Linked DNA regions of Sus scrofa: region 1 is linked to region 2. Evidence: chromatin contacts called from public Hi-C data. All regions are on one chromosome and are shown on one strand. Each heading gives the region's core, a stretch centred on a gene start, on an enhancer-like site or on the middle of the called end of the contact. The rest is flanking DNA. Distances are from core to core; before and after follow the strand shown.

Evidence for each region. Hi-C and Micro-C count contacts between places; a contact is called where the count stands out from the background.
Region 1: a contact with region 2 is called in a Hi-C map of alveolar macrophages, with 2.2 times the contacts expected there. The contact joins the promoter of NECTIN2 here to the enhancer-like site in region 2. A contact is called at or near these places in 1 of 5 promoter capture datasets (skeletal muscle), 4 of 47 Hi-C or Micro-C datasets (alveolar macrophages, embryonic fibroblasts, mesenteric adipose tissue and 1 more) and 2 of 2 datasets of contacts at active chromatin or transcription factors (alveolar macrophages and skeletal muscle).

The regions. Positions count from the first base shown.
Region 1 is chr6:51,315,857-51,323,352 of Sscrofa11.1, forward strand. It overlaps NECTIN2 (nectin cell adhesion molecule 2), which reads left to right and starts at 1,801. Exons shown (of 6, transcript NM_001097494.1): 1 at 1,801-1,891. The coding sequence starts at 1,801.
Region 2 is chr6:51,233,962-51,241,659 of Sscrofa11.1, forward strand. No RefSeq gene overlaps it. Among named protein-coding and RNA genes, the nearest start is that of BCL3, 18 kb to the right of the region's middle. Within about 2 kb of position 4,605, at least 11 of the 83 cell types and tissues checked have an H3K27ac peak or open chromatin away from gene starts, as enhancers often do. A contact at or near this core is called in alveolar macrophages, where this site is marked.

The DNA of each region.
Region 1 (7,496 bases), core at 551-3,050, 79 kb after region 2:
AAGAAAGCTCAGGTGTGCAGCAGGTGGAAAGGATGGCAAGTTCGGAGGGGGACGTTCCTTTTGGTAAAGCAAGAAGTTCCCAGGCATCTGCCCCCAGCTGATCAGTTTTCATTCAGATGAACAGGAACCGAAGGATTTCAGGAGCTCAGTGGCATCCCCTCCCTCTGGCCTCCTGCTTCCCCCCCTCACCCCTACACGCTGGGTGGCCTCACCAGCTCCCCGCCACCTCCGCAGCCCAAAGAATGTGAAGAGGTAGGTGGGGGTGGGGAGAAGCGGGAGCCTCTGAGGAGAGACAAAGGGGCCGAGTCAGAGCGAGAGACAACAAAGACGCAAGGAGGCTGGAAAGATAAGAGAAGTGGGACAAGGACGCGGGGAGGGACCAACGGTGTCTGGAGGCCCTAGCCGGGCGGCAGGGCCAGCGGAATGCGGGGGGCTGGTCTGTGCTGCCCCCTGGCGGGCGGCCGCGGAAAGGAACTGGTGAGGACCAGACACCCGAGAGGACTGGGGGATGCGGAGAGGGAAGGGAGGTTAAGAGAGACGCAGAGAGAAACAAGAGACACGGAAAGAGACACCGAAACACCCATTGAGACATAAGGACAGAGACAGACACAGAAAGAGGCAGAGAGACACAGATAGGAACACATAGAGGAAGACAGAGACCCAGAGACGCAGACAGAGACAAAGGGATGGAAAAGAGACAAGGATCAAGTGACACAGAAACAGCAATAGAAAGACACCAGAAAGAAAGAGACCAGCTACACAAAGTGACAGCGAAACGTGAAGACTGAAAAACCCAGAGATAGAGAAACAGGGACGGAAAAAGAAAGGCAAAAAATAGACACAAAGAGACACTAAAAGAGAAATTTAAAAAGAAACGATGCAGCGACTCCTAGAGTCCCAAGCAGAGATTAGAAAGCGACGAGGACAGGCTGAGATGCGCACAGATACGAACGACAGTAGGCACGGGGTGAGAACTAGGGAATTCGAGAGGCAGGGAAGGGGGTGGGGACTCTGCGTGGGGGCGGGGTTCCAGGGGGGCGGGCCTATGAGAACCCACGCTCCTCACGCAGGTGTGACGAGAAGGCAGGGACTAAAACTGAAGGGGACGGGTTAGTCTTTGGGGCGGGGCCGAGGCCAGGACTGAGCTCCCGAGAAGGGGCGGAGAACGGGTGGGCGGGGTGCACCGCGAAAGGCGGAGCCTCACGGGGGCGGAGACAGCCGAAAGCTCCGACGCGTGCGTGACTACAGCGCCCCTTAGACAGGGGGCGGGGCACGAGGGCAACCTTGAGTAAAGGGGCGTGGCAATAACGCTAGGGGGCGGAGCTTGAACGCTGGGAGAGGGCAAAGATAGAATTCTGGGGCAAGGAGGCTGTGATCAAAGAACCCTGGGAAGGGCGAACTTGGAATCCTGGGGAGGAGCAGGAAGGGGAGGGAGAGGAATGCTGGGGGCGGGGCGGGCGTTGAATCCTGGGGAGGCGCGGACAGGGCCTCCCAGGAGGGGGCGGGTCAGAACAGCATGAGGGGGCGTGGCCGGAGCCTGGGATCGGGTCGGCTCTTGGGGGGAGGAAAGGGGTGGATCCTGTGACGTCAGCGAGTCCGAAGCCAGAAAGAAGCTAGGAACCGGGGGGCAACGAGCTGGAAGAGCCAGGCAGCGAGAGCCAAGCCGGGAGAAGAGAGCGCGGCAGGAACCGGCCGGGAGCCAGAGCCACCCAGGCACCTGGTCGTCCTCTCAACCGATTGGCGCTCGCAGAGTGGCCCTCAGGCCCCCGCCCGGTCCCGGTCCCCCTCCCCGGGCCCCCCATGGCCCGGGCCGCAGCCCTCCCGCCGTCAAGATTGTCGCCGCCGACGCTGCCGCTACTGCCGTTGCTGCTACTACTGCTCCGGGAAACCCGTGAGAAACCGCAGACGCCTCCCTGGCGCGCGCGAACCCCTCCCCTTCCCCACCCCAGCAGAGGGTCGAGATGATGAATCGAGACCCCCCCCCCCAATCTTTCCTTCTCCTGGAGTTGGGAGTCTGAGGCCTGGGGAGAATTGAGGGCAGGGAGCCAGATGCCGAGGTCCTCGAGAGGGGCGGGGAACTAGCACTTTGGGCCTCTTGGAGGGCCAAGAATGACAATTCGGGCGACCTGGGGAAGGGCCTGAGGGCTCCAATCCCGGGCCTCAGGATTCCCGAGGCTCTGACTCCCGGGCCCCAGAAAACCAGGGACTGGGGCTGACTCCTGGGCCTCAGAAAAATTAGAGGGTGAGAGCTCTGTCTCTTGGGTGCCAGGTAGTGTGAAGGCTAGGGGCTACGGACGCCGGGGTCCTGGTAGAGTTGAGGGCAGGAAGGGCTCAAACTTAGGAGTTCCGTGTGGTGAGCCGAGGGCTCTGTCTGCTCGGTGCCAGACAGAATTGGGAGAAGGGGAGGGCAAACGCCCTGTCTCCTGGGCTCCAGATTTAATTGTGGGGCATTGGAATGTCTCGTGAGATGCAGATACACATGTGGGCAGGAATCCCGACTCGGGTACTAGATAAAATGCAGGGCCTGAGGCCCTGCCTGGAAACTGGAGGCTCGGTGGGCTGTGTTTCAGGTAGACTAAGGAGGCCGAGTCCCGCCGGCCGGGACCCTTCCCGTTCCTTGTGAGCCGTCGGCGGGGAGGCCCCTAGGGAAGTTTTCCGGGTTTCACTTTGGGCGAGCCGGGCCGGGCCGGGCGGGGCCGGGCCGGGCCGGGCGGGGGCTCTCCTGGCTCCCGGTTCCAGACTCCCGGTTTCGGGACCTTATCTTTCCTGTAGTCGTGCCTTTGTCCTCGGAGCCGCTGCGGGGGGTGGACGGGAGGAGACGCCGCCCTAATCCCCCCTCTCTCTCCCTCCGCTCTAGCCCCCTCCTGTTCCCTCCACCTCCCAGAGGGGAGGGGCGCAGACCTAGGAGAGGGAGGGGCTGGGAGGAAACAGGTGAAGGAGGCTCCGGCCCCGCCCCTTGCAGGTGACTGGGCTGTTTATTCCCAGCTAGAAACTTAGTGTACTGGAGTTTCCCAAAGGTTTACCAGAAAGTGCGGAGGCAACTTGGGGAAGTTCTGGTCTTGCCTCTGGTCTTTTTTCCCAGCAGGTCTCTGAACTGTCTCCCAGATTCCACCTGGAGTCAGGGACTGCCGCTTCCATCACCTGCCTCTCCCTCTTGTGTGGGAGATAGGGAGATAAAGTCAGACCCCGCCACCTCTAGGAGAATGCTCAGAATCCACCCCTCCCCCCTTGCACCCGGTGGGGACTCGGTGCGTGGTCTTGTGGAAGGCGCCGGATCACCCCCAGGAGACAGGTTCAGTTCCTGTTCCCATTTTGCAGAGGAGGGAACAGAGTCTTAGAAAGGGCAAACCGCTTTCCCAGGATCCACAGCCACCTGCAGACTTGAGAGCCTTTCCCAGGATCCTCCAGACCCAGGAGGACCCAGCCTTCAGATGGCAGAGACACAGAAGAGACTTTGAGAACAGCACCACTCCCCCCGCCCCCCTCCTCCCGAGGGCTTCAGCAAGCGGCCCTGAGCCTCCATTTCCTCCTTAGCACAGCAGATATCATAGTTCTTTCCTGCAAGGCCATTGGGAGGATTTAGGGGTGGCACTTGATGGGGAGGTCTTCCCCTTTCCTGACCCTCCATCCTAGTGCTTTTGCTCTCTGCTCTCTCTCCCCTCCCTTTCTCCCTCCCTCTCCTCTCTCTCCCTCTGCTCCTTCCCTCACTCCCCCCCTTCTTCCTCTCTCTGTCTCTCACCCTCTCCCTCTCAGCTCCTCTGGCTCTCTAATCTCTCTCCAAGCTCTTTCTCTCCTCCTTTCTCGCCCTCACTGTCTCCTTTCCATCCGTCTCTGTCTCCCTGTCCCCAGCGCCTCCGCCTGCCCCCTCCTTGGCCCCCAGGAATGAGGGGGCACCACCTGGGCTTCTTACTGGGCCAGCTCCCCTCCCCAGTCCTCCCAGCTTTCACTGCTCATCCCTGTCAGCCAGGCAGCCCCATGGTAGTGGAGGGGGATGGAAGGAGAGGGGACCGCTGCCTGCTGTCTCTTCTTGTTAGGGAAGGAGGACTGGACTGGGGAGAACCGGGGGAACGGGGGGGGGGGTGTCTGCTCGCATCCTGGGGAGCGGGGTTGGGAGGAGAAGGGGGAGAAGGATACAGGGAGAGGCTAGAGCTACAGGGATGGGGGCAGAAGCCAAAAGAGGGAGGACGTCAGAAAAAATTTGGAGTCGTGGTCAGAGACACAGGAATGGAACCGAGGGATGGAATGACATACAGCTACAGGGATGGGTTGGAGAGACACTAGGATGGGACAGAGAAAGGCAGGGGGAAAGGAGCTGGATGGCTATCAGGATGAAGACAGGAACAGCATAAATAGAGAGCCGAGGATTTGGTGAAAGTTGGGGAGCCCAAAGAACCCCAGCCGTCAGTGATGGTGAGGCCATGACCCAGGGAGGTCAGGGCACAGGCGAGCCTCAAGGCCAGCAGTGTGTGGGGGCCGCAGGGAGTGCTGGACATGGGAGGGACTGGGAGTTGGGCGCGCCAGCCAGCTCCCCCGCCCCTACCAGGGACACTGTTACATTTTTAATGTCCCAGCGATGCTAAGAAATGGAGCAAGAGGGGGAGGAGAGGAAGGGACCCAGTGAGATGGCCCCGCAAAGAGAAAGGAGGCTGGAGGTGCAGAGAGACATGCAGAGAGGGGGGGACCCAGGAGGCAGAGAGAGCAAGGGTCAGAGACACCGAGGAACAGAGACTCTGAGGAATGGAACCCAGAAGCCTGAAGAGATTAGAGACCCCAGGAGTCTGCAGGGAGCCAGATTCCAGAGACTAGGAGACCCAGACCCGGGAAGACCCAGCCATCAGACAGACAGCAGAGACAGAAGAGACTTTGAGAACAGCTGGGATCCTTGGGGGCTGATGAAAATGTTCTGAAATTGTTTGTGGTGGTGGATGCTATGAATTTATTAAAAGCCCAATTGAACTGCACACTTTAAATGGGCGAATCGTATGGTGTGGGAATTAGATCTCAATAAGGCTATTAGGGAGTTCCCGTGTGGCACAGCAGAAATGAATCCAACCAGTATCATGAAGATGCGGGTTCGATCCCTGGGCTTGCTCAGTGGGTTAAGGGTCTGGTGTTGCGGTGGCTGTGGTGTAGGGTAGGCTGGCAGCTGTACCTCTGATTTGCCCCCTAGCCTAGGAACCTCCACATGCCGTGGGTGCGGCCCTAAAAAGCAAAAAAAAAAAAAAAAAAGGCTGTTAGAGAAAGAGACAGACACTGAGAGCAGAGAGCTGGAGCCCCTGGGAGATACAGGTAAAAGTGGTGGAGACTCTGAGACACAAAGGCAGAGGCCTTAGAAGTTGAGACCCTAAGAAGCAGAGGCAGAGAGAGACACAGAGATCAGAGAAACAGCACTTGCAGCAGGAGGAGGCCAGAGGCCCAGAGACGGACGTGCTTGTACTTGGGGGTCCGCTCTGGCCTGGGCAGAATGGTGGGGGAGGGGTTCGGACTGAGCGGCTGAGATTTACCCCAAGAAGTGTCAGACCCCCCCAGGGGAGGCCTTCAGGGTGGTCAGGTCCCTGCAGAAAGGCAGCCAAGTCTCAGACAAGGGAGAGGAGGTTGGCGCCCTCCCCTGAGCTGAGTGACGACCAGCAACCGCCCCCCCCCAGGCAGGCTGGGGGAGGGCAGGTGCAGAAATGCAGGCTCAGGCCGACAGCCCCATATCCTGGCTCCCCCCCCAGGCAGGCTGGGGGAGGCAGGTGCAGAAATGCAGGCTCAGGCCGACAGCCCCATATCCTGGCTCCCGGATGTCCGCTGTGGGGGCGGGCACTGTGATTAATGCAATTAATTAATTAACAAGGTGGCTGAGGCAGCAGCTGGGGCCAGCGCCCCTAGCACGCTGGCCTTTAAGGGCCCGCGGGAGTGTGCTGCATCCATGGGGAGAGGTCCGGAACCCAGGAGTCTGGGCCCCCAGCCCTTTCCCCTCGGCCCTGACTTCCCCTCCCCAGATCTCAGGGTCTCAGGCTCTGCGTCTCAGTTTCCCGCCAAAGGTTTCTCCTAGGCTCACACAATGCCCTGGGCAGCACCAGCCCCCACCCCCGCCCCCACTGAGAGAGGAAGTGTGTCTGGGGACCCAGCTGACATCTAGTGAAGCCGTCACCTGCCTGGCTTGCCAAGGGAAGCTAAAGGAGGCCGGTGTTCCCAAGGCTACACGCTCCCCCACTGTGGTGCTAGCCATGGCTCGGCCAAGGTCAGGGCACAGGCACACACCCAGCAGCCTGCTGGACATGAGGTTCCAAACTCCAGGCCAACCATCCTCCTGGCTTCATTTCTGCAACCTCTGCCTGAAATGCAAAACATCTGGGCATGACCCCACACCCCGTCCCCTCACCCTGTCAGCCTCCACGGTCCAACCATTCCAACTTTTCTTTTTTTTTCTTTTTTTTTTTTTTTTGTCTTTTTAGGGCCACACATACCGTATATGGAGGTTCCCAGGCTAGGGATCAAATTAGAGCTGTAGCTGCCGCTGGCCTGTGCCACAGCCACAGCAACACCAGATCCGAGCCACATCTGCCATCTACACCACAGCTCATGGCAATGCTGGATCCTTAACCCACTGATCGAGGCCAGGGCTGGAACCCACATCGTCCTGGGTACTAACCTGGCTTGTTTCCACTGAGCCTCAATGGGAACTCCAACCCTTCCAACTTCTGAATGTGCGTCCAATCGTTATTTCCTCATCTCCACTGCCCTGACCTCTGAGCCCCACGCCACTTCATTCTGAGGACTCGTTCTAAAGCACAAACCTCTCTCTCCCCATAACTCTCCATGGCTCCCCAGTGCCCTCAGGAAAAAGCCCAAACTCTAACTCGGCCTCAGCCTGTGTGATCCAGTGCCCTGTTGATTCCCCATCTTCACCTTATTCATTCAGTCAACACATTCATGGAGCTCCTACAGGGTACCAGGTGCTGTTCTAGGCTCTGGGGATACAGCAGTGACTAGAAAAAGATCTCTGCCCCCGGCCCTGTTATTCCAGCAGGGAGGGTATACCAGGTGCCATGAGGAAGATGAAGCAGGATCAAGGAAGTTGCTGTTCTCATCCTTATTGTGGTCAGGGTAAAGACCCCAAGAGAATGAGGGAGGGAGCCGTGGGACCTGTGGGGGAGGAGCGTTCCTGGGCGAAAGAACAGCAAGTGCAAAGGCCCTGGGGTGGGACTCACCTGGCGTGTCTGAGGAACTGTGAGGTGGCTGGTGTGGCTTGAGGTGAGACCCCAAGGGAAGAGGGTGAGAAATGAGGTCAGAAGGAGGATGGACACAGATCACGCAGGGCTTTATGGGCTGCTGTAAAGTCTGAGCTCTTTGGAGTTCCCTTCGTGGCTCAGTGGTTAACGAATCTGACTAGGAACCGTGAAGTTTTGGGTTCGATCCCTGGCCTCGCTCAGTGGGTTAAGGATCCGGCGTTGCCGTGAACTGTGGTGTAGGGCGCCGACGTGGCTCGGATCTGGCGTTGCTGTGGCTGT
Region 2 (7,698 bases), core at 3,355-5,854:
CAATGCTGATTATCCCAGGTGCCAGGGAACATGCTCTCAGCACAGGTTCCCTGACTTGCCCCTTGCAGCCTCCCTTTGAAATGGGGCCCCAATCTCCCAGCTGTTAATTTGAAATACTTCCCATCTCCCAGGGAGTTCCCATTGTGACTCAGTGGGTGAAGAACCCAACTAGTATCCATGAGGTTGCGGGTTCAATCCCTGGCCTCGTTCAGTGGGTTAAGGATCCAGCGTTGCTGTGGCTGTGGTGTAGGCCAGCATAGCTCTGATTCGACCCCTAGCCTGGGAACCTCCCTATGCCATGGTTCGCCCCTGAAAACAAACAACAAACAAAAAAGAAAACATCTCCCCGTTCCCTACCTGGGCCCAGGAAAACTGTCTCCAGGGTAGTGACCTGGAAACTAGATTTTCAGAATAAATAGCCTGGGTAATTGTTGTCAGCTGAGAAGTTGGGGGACCCAGGTGCAGGGACCGTTTGACATAAAAAAGGAAAATAAGGCACAAAGAGTAGGAGGCAACTTGCCCAAAGTCACTCAGCCAGGAAGGGGCAGGGCCGGGAATTGGCCCGGGATCACACAGCAGGTTTTCAGCGTGAAGGCTCAGACTGACGCCCTCTTCTGTCCCAGGTGGATGAGAGTGGCTCCCCACCTCCCCCCACAAAGCCCGGAGAGTGCTTAGGGTCCTCTTGGGCCCTCAGATCCCACTCGCCCTGGATGGGAGCCAAGCTGGCCCTCTGGCACCGTCTCTGCCTCTCTCCCCCCAGCCCTACGCCCTCACCCAAGATGCCTTTTCTCAAGCCAACTTTCCGCACTAGGGGGGGACAAGGGGTAGGGGCGGGAATGACCTTGAGGCCAAAGCACACAATGGCCCCATCAGTCTCTGGAGCCCTGCCAGGGAGAGGAAGGAAGCCTGCCCTGTTTTTCTCCCCTGGGCTGGAATGTTGATTCAGGATGGAGAGAGGGGAGGAGGGTGAGACAGAGGGAGGAGGGGGGAGAAAGCGGAGGGAGGAAGGAAGGAGGAAGACAGAATAGGGAGGGGCGAGCGGGGATGGAGAGAAGAAAGAGGAGGAGGAGGGAAGAGGGGGTGTCTGGCACCAAAGTGCCAAGGCCAGACTTTGGGAACCAAAACCAAGCAAGGAGGCTGCCAGCTCCAGCCCAACCTGACACAGAGTCCAGAGTCCAGAGAGGTCGTGCCAGCTCCTCAAGGTTGCCCAGGACCAGGGCAACCAAAGAGCCTCACCTGTGCTGCTAACCACAGGCAGAAGCTCCCTGGGTTCCCACAGTGACCTTCAGAAGCAGGTGTCAGGTGCACATTCCTGAGAAGACGAAATAGAGCCCTCCAGAGGCAAGGTCCCCTTTCTAGAATCATCTTCCCTTTGGATCACAGTCCATCCCCTCCTCCTCTCCTTCCTTCTCACTCCACTCTGGCCTTTCTGTTGTTTGAACAACCTGTGCAACTCCTGCCTCAGGGCCTTTGCACGGGATTTTCTCAGCCAGGAGTGTTCTCACCATGATACTCCATTCAGGTCTTGGCTCAGATGTCATCTCCTCGGAAGGAAGAACCCCTCCCTGAACACCCACTGTTGTCTAGCTTTGTTCATCAGAATATTTATGACACACAATCCACTTTAATTGATACATTTCTTCTTTCTTTTTTTTTTTTTTTTTTTTTCTTTCTCCCCTTTTGGCCACCTCATGGCATAAGGAGTTCCCAGGTCAGGGATCAAATCCAAGCCAGAGTTGCAACCTAGGCCACAGTTATAGCCATGCCGAATCCTTTAACCCATTGTGCCAGGGGCAGGCCGGGGATTGAACCTGCACCCTGGCACTGCAGAGATGCAGCTCCCATTGTGCCACACAGGAACTCCAATATTATATATTTCTTTCTTTACTCGTTCCTTTCCACCGGACCGTGAGGTCCACCAGGCAAGAATTTTATCTCTTTTGTTTATCACCTAAATCAGTGCTTGGCCCATAGCAGGTGCTCAATAAATAATAGTAGTAATGATAAGGAGACTTGCCTTACAAGACATTAAAACATGCTGTCGAGGGAGTTCCCATTGTGGCACAGCAGAAACGAATCCGACTAGCATCCATGAGGATGCAGGTTCGATCCCTGGCCTCGTTCAGTGGGTCGGGGATCCAGCACTGCCCTGAGCTGTGGTGTGGGTCACAGACACCTCTGGCATCTGGCATTGCCATTGTCGTGGCCATGGTGCAAGCCAGCAGTTGCAGCTCTGATTTGACCCCTAGCCTGGGAACTTACATATGCCACAGGTGCGGCCCTAAAAAAAAAAAAATAGGAAAGAAAAAAAAGGACACTAATCCTATCAGTTCAGGGCCCCACCCTTAATTACTTCTGTATAGGCCCCATCTCCAAATGTAGGCATATTGGGGGGTTAGGGATTCTACATGTGCATTTGAGGGAGGATACAGACGTTCAGTTCATGATAAGGGGCGACGCAAGGCCCCAATCACTATCTGCATTCCCCACTTCCAAGAGCAGTGCCAGGCAAACCCCTGGTACTCAATACCTATTTGATAAGTAAGTGGAAGAATTCGACCAATATCTGTTGAGTGTGTCCCCTCAGAAGTTCTCATGTAGGCAGTTCCCACTGTGGCTCAGGAGTTAATGAACACAACTAGGATCCATGAGGACACGGGTTTGATTCCTGGCCTTGCTCATGGGTTAAGGATCTGGCATTGCTGTGAGCTGTGGTGTAGGCTGCAGATGCAGCTCAGATCTCCCGTTGCTGTGGCTCTGGCGTAGGCTGGCAGCTGTAGCTCTGTTTCACCCCCTAGCCTAGGAAGCTCCATATGCCGCCTGGGCAGCCCTCAAAAGCAAAAAAAGAAGAAGAACGAGAAGGAGAAGGAGAAGAAGGAGTTCGCATGTAAAGTCACAGGAACAAATACAGACCAAGATACCTGGAACTCTGGCCTCACGAAGCTCCTAGCCCAGAGTGGGGGACAGGTGTTAACAGGTCATCACAAAGGGTCACGATGATCTGATAGAAAAGCTTCTGGGTTCGGAGAGAGAAACACCAGAGAAAGTAATTCAAGCTGGGCATCCAGAGGAGCCTCCCAGTGGGGTGATGCTGAAAGTGGGTATCCGTTTCCTGTGGCTGCTGTAACAAATCACCACCAACAGTGGTATAAAGCAGCAGAAATGTATTCTCTTAGAGTTCCAGAGGTCAGAAGTCCAAAATGAGTCTTGCAGGGCTAAGGGGTCCACAGAGCTGGTTCTTTCTGGAGGCTCCAGGGGGGAACATCCTCTCCTGGCCTCTTTCAGCTCCCAGTGGCTGCCACCATTCCTTAGCTGTGGCTGCATGGCTCCAGTCTTGGCTTTTCTTGTCATATCACCATCTCTTCTCTGGTCAAGTCTCTCTGCCTCCTCCTTACAAGGATACTTGTGCTTGCATTTTTTTTTTTTTTTTTCTTTTTACAGCAGCATATGGAAGTTCCCAGACTAGGGGTCGAATCAGAGCTGCAGCTATAGGACTACGCCACATCCGCAGCAACGCAGGGATCTCAGCCGTGTCTGTGACCTATGTCGAAAAATGCAGCAACCCTGGATCCTTAAGCCACTAGACAAGACTAGGAATTAAACCCACATCCTCATGGACACTAGTCGGGTTCTTAACCTGCTGAGTCACAACGGGAACACCCGTGGTGGCATTTCGGGCCTACCCAGATCATACAGGCTAATCTCCCCTGTCTCACCATCCTGAACTTGACTCCCTCTGCCCAGGCCCTTCTGTCCTAGGAGGGAACATTCGCAGGTTCCAGAGTTTCAGACATGCATCTCTTTGGAGAGGGGCATTATTCAGCCTATCACAGGTGAGACCTGAAGGATCAGAGGAGCTGGGTGGAAAGTCAGCAGGAAAATCATTTCAAATGGAGGGCACAGGATGTGCCAAGGCTAGGAGGCAGGAGGGCAGATGTGGAGGGAGTGCAGGGTGGTGGGAAAGTGGGGAGGTAAGAGCAGAGGGGGGACAAAGTTCATGCGGGCCCTTGAAGGCTCCAGTGGACTTTGGCCGTCACCTCAAAGGAGGTGGGAGCCCCAGGAGGGCTCTGAGCAGGGGCTGGACGGGCTTTGGCTCCGGTCCTAACAGGATCCCTCTGGCCCCCTGTTGGAAGAGACTGTTGAAGGCACTTGTAAGGACAGGGAACCCAGTATGGAGGTGACAGCAGTGATGACAGGAGGTGAAGGCAGCCAGACCAGGATGGCGGCCTCGGAGGTGAGCAGAGACTTTGAAGGTGGAGCCAGTGGCCTCTGCTGATGGGCTGGATGCAGGGGGAGCGAAAGAAGAGGCGAGTGCCCCCCCCACACACCCGGTGCAGGATGGAACTGTGGCAGCAGCGGAGGCGCATGAAGCTGGAAGGCCCCGGTGGAGCGGGATGGAGGGGGAGGCTGGAATGGAGGTGCGTGGCATTTCAGAGGACAGTGATCCAGCCGTCGCCCTGGACCCCGAGGCACACAGGCTCCGGGAGGGAAGTTGGCACAAGTTGCGGACTGTGGTTTTCACCCACCTCGAGGGGCCCCTTATCCTCTCCACCAACTTCCCCTCACGCCCCAGTGGAGCCGGTCTTGTTTGTTTCCCTCCTGTCATCCGTTTTATGATGGGGAAGGCTGGTTTTCCCCTAACCCAGCAGACACCTCTTCCCTCTGCCCGTCCCTGACCCTCCCGCCCTGGGAAGCCCCGTGCCGGCCTTCTAGAATGTCCCAGCAGGATGGGGCCCCTGCCACCCATTCATCCAGCCAGATGGACCCCAAAAGGGGAAGTGGGTCACCCACAGTCACCCGGCATGCGGTCACCTCAGGACCCAGGGTCTCATCTTCTTGATGTCCCACCACAGCCCTGCGAGGCTGGGAGAGGAACCAACCATTCTTTTCACATTTCTCACGAGAAAACTGGGGCTCTGGGAGAGGCCCAAACTCACCCGAGACACTGTGAGTGGGGGCGTCAGGATCGAAACCCAGGTCCGGACAGAAGGACCTCTCTGTTGCAAGCTGGACAGAGAAGGCAATGGGTGATCAGAACCCAGTCCTGTCCTCCCAGGACCCAGTAGGGGGGACAGACCTGTCACAGGCAGTGACAACCTAGCATTGATCAGGGCTGAGATGGGGGAGCCCAGGAGGCTGAGTCGGTGGATGCTTGACCCAGCCCGCTGGAGGGGTCAGGGAGGGCTTCCTGGAGGAGGGGGTGGCTCCACCCAGAAGATAAGCGGGATTCATAGGTGCAAATGTGCCAGCAAGAGGGAACAGCATATGCAAAGGCCAGGGCTTAAGAGAGGGGCTTTTTAAATCTGACCTTGTCCCTCTTCTGATTAAACTCTCCTCTGCCTGTTCTCTGGCAAACTCTTTAGCCTGGCATCCATCCATCCATCCATGCAAACAAACATGCCCTGGAGTAAGGCACTAGGGTCAAGCCCTATGGGGACCTAGCCCTTCCCATGAGACTGCGACCCTGACTTGGGGCACCGGGGAGGGGCTCCTGGAGGAGGAGACATCTACTCCAAGACTTGGAGGAAGAGAAGGAGAGATGCTGGCAAAGAGGCAAGAAAGGGTGTTCCAGGCAGAGGGAACGGCCTGTGCAAAGGCCTGAAGGTGAGTTCTGAGTGTGACGTGCTCCAAACACTCTTCACGTTCAGCCGAAACACAGGGTGGTCGGGCCTGTGTGTGAGCTGCCTTCCAAGGCACTGGGGAGCCATGGACAATCTGTGAGCGGAGGAGAGACAGGAGTAGGCTTGTAAGTCGGAAAGACACTCCCCCCCAGCCACCTGGAGGATGAACGCGATGAAACCGCAGAATCACAAGTGGCTTTCCTTTTTCGGAGGGCGGGAAGAACTTGCCCCTAAGTCGGAGAGAGGTGGTCCTGGACTCCTGGGGGCTCCAATGTCCTCCAGCTCTGGAGGGGAGGCCTGGTCTACAGCCACCGCTAGGTGGCGCCAGGACACCACCAGCCAGGTCTGAGCTCGCAAAAGGGAGTCAGGCCCACAATTGCCCCTGGGTCCCTGGAGCAAATCCCACAAACCCTTGGCCTCTGTGTCCCTCGGCCCTGGCCCCTCCAGCTCTGGAGCTTGCTAACGGTGACAGTTCAAGCATTTAGCTGCTGCTCAGACTCCGGGGACTCAGGAAAGAGCTGGCTGAGCTGCAGCAGACACTCTTATCTCTCATCACATTGGAAGCTCAGAGCGGCTAGCCACATTGGGGTCGTGGCTGGCGGGCGGGGCGGCTGAGGGGGATGAGGGGAATTCTTGCCGCCCCCCCCCCCCAATCAGACTGGAGCTACCCGTCTCCTCCCTCAGATTAGAAACGCATCATCTCACACTTCGACGTGAGTCCTTCCTACCGCCCAGCACCAGACTGGAAATCCAGATTAGACGCCTGTTCTCCATCCGGGGAACCGGGATTTATCTCCCCCTCCCCATCTGAAAGTCCTGTCTCCCTCCGCAGATTCGGTGAGAGCTCCTTGTCGTTGCCATCGGGCTCCTCCTCTCCCCCATCAAACTGGGGAAACTTTGTCTCCCCCTCAGACACGAGGGGAAGGTTCCTTTGCCACTGCGGGTTCTTCTTGCTGCGGTGGAAGCAGCCACGCCTGTTTGACCGAGAGGGAAATGGGACACAGAGCAGCGAGGCCGCAGGCCCGGTCCCGCTGCGGGAGCTCCCCCTCTGCCCTCTTCTCCGCACCTGCCCTCTGCCCTCCGCGCCCTGGGTAACTCCCCTGGCATCGGGAGTAGGGGAATTTTGCCCGCCGGCCTCGGCACCGCTTGCCTGTCTTTTACTGGCGCGGGCGGCGGCCGTGGCCGGGGATAAAGTCCAAAGCTGGGCTTGGGGCTCCGGGGCCAGGAGGGAGGGAGGGAGGGGGAAGGAGTGGCGGCCTAACCCACCCGAGGACGCCCCCTCCCGCCCCGCCCCGAGGCTGGCCAGGAGAGTCAGGGATGGGCAGGGCCGCATCTCAGCCTCGCAGAGGGAGGTGGTGTGGGTTCAAATGTCCCCCACTGCAGTTCCCTGGAAATTTTGTGGCCTGTTTCCCCAGCTGTGAAAAGGGGCTGCCGCTTTGCATGCTTGTGCAGACTCGCTGAGTTCAGGCAGAACTCAGCCTTGGGACACTGGCTGATGGTGGCCCCAGAAGCAGCACGCCCCCCCCCCCGCCCCGCCCCGCCCCGCAATCCTCTTCATTCCTCCCCCAACTACCCTCCCCACCCAAGTCACCTGCTCTCTGGAGGCACAGCTGGTCCCCCTGCACAACCAAAGGGGTCTTTTTTAATTCTGACCCCTGCTCAGAGCTTGCTGTGGCTCCCCAGTGCTCTCGGGAGAAGCGCCGCAGCCCCTGGCCTGCTGGGCACTATGCAGCCTGACGCCTGCTCGTGTCCAGCCAGAGGGACTCTATTAAATCCTAATTCACATCATACCCCTGGAAGTTCCCATTGTGGCTCAGTAGTAACAAGCCCAACTAGGATCCATGAGGATGCAGGTTCGATCCCTGGCCTCGCTCAGTGGGTTAAGGGTCCAGCATTGCCATGAGCTGTGGTGTAGGTTGCAGACGTGGCTCAGATCTGGAGTTGCTGTGGCTGTGGTGTAGGCCGGCAGCTGTAGCTCCAATTTGACCCCTAGCCTGGGAGCTTCCATACACTGCAGTTGTGGCCCTAAAAAGCAAGCAAGCAAGCAAGAAGGAAAGAAGGAAAGAAGGAAGGAAGG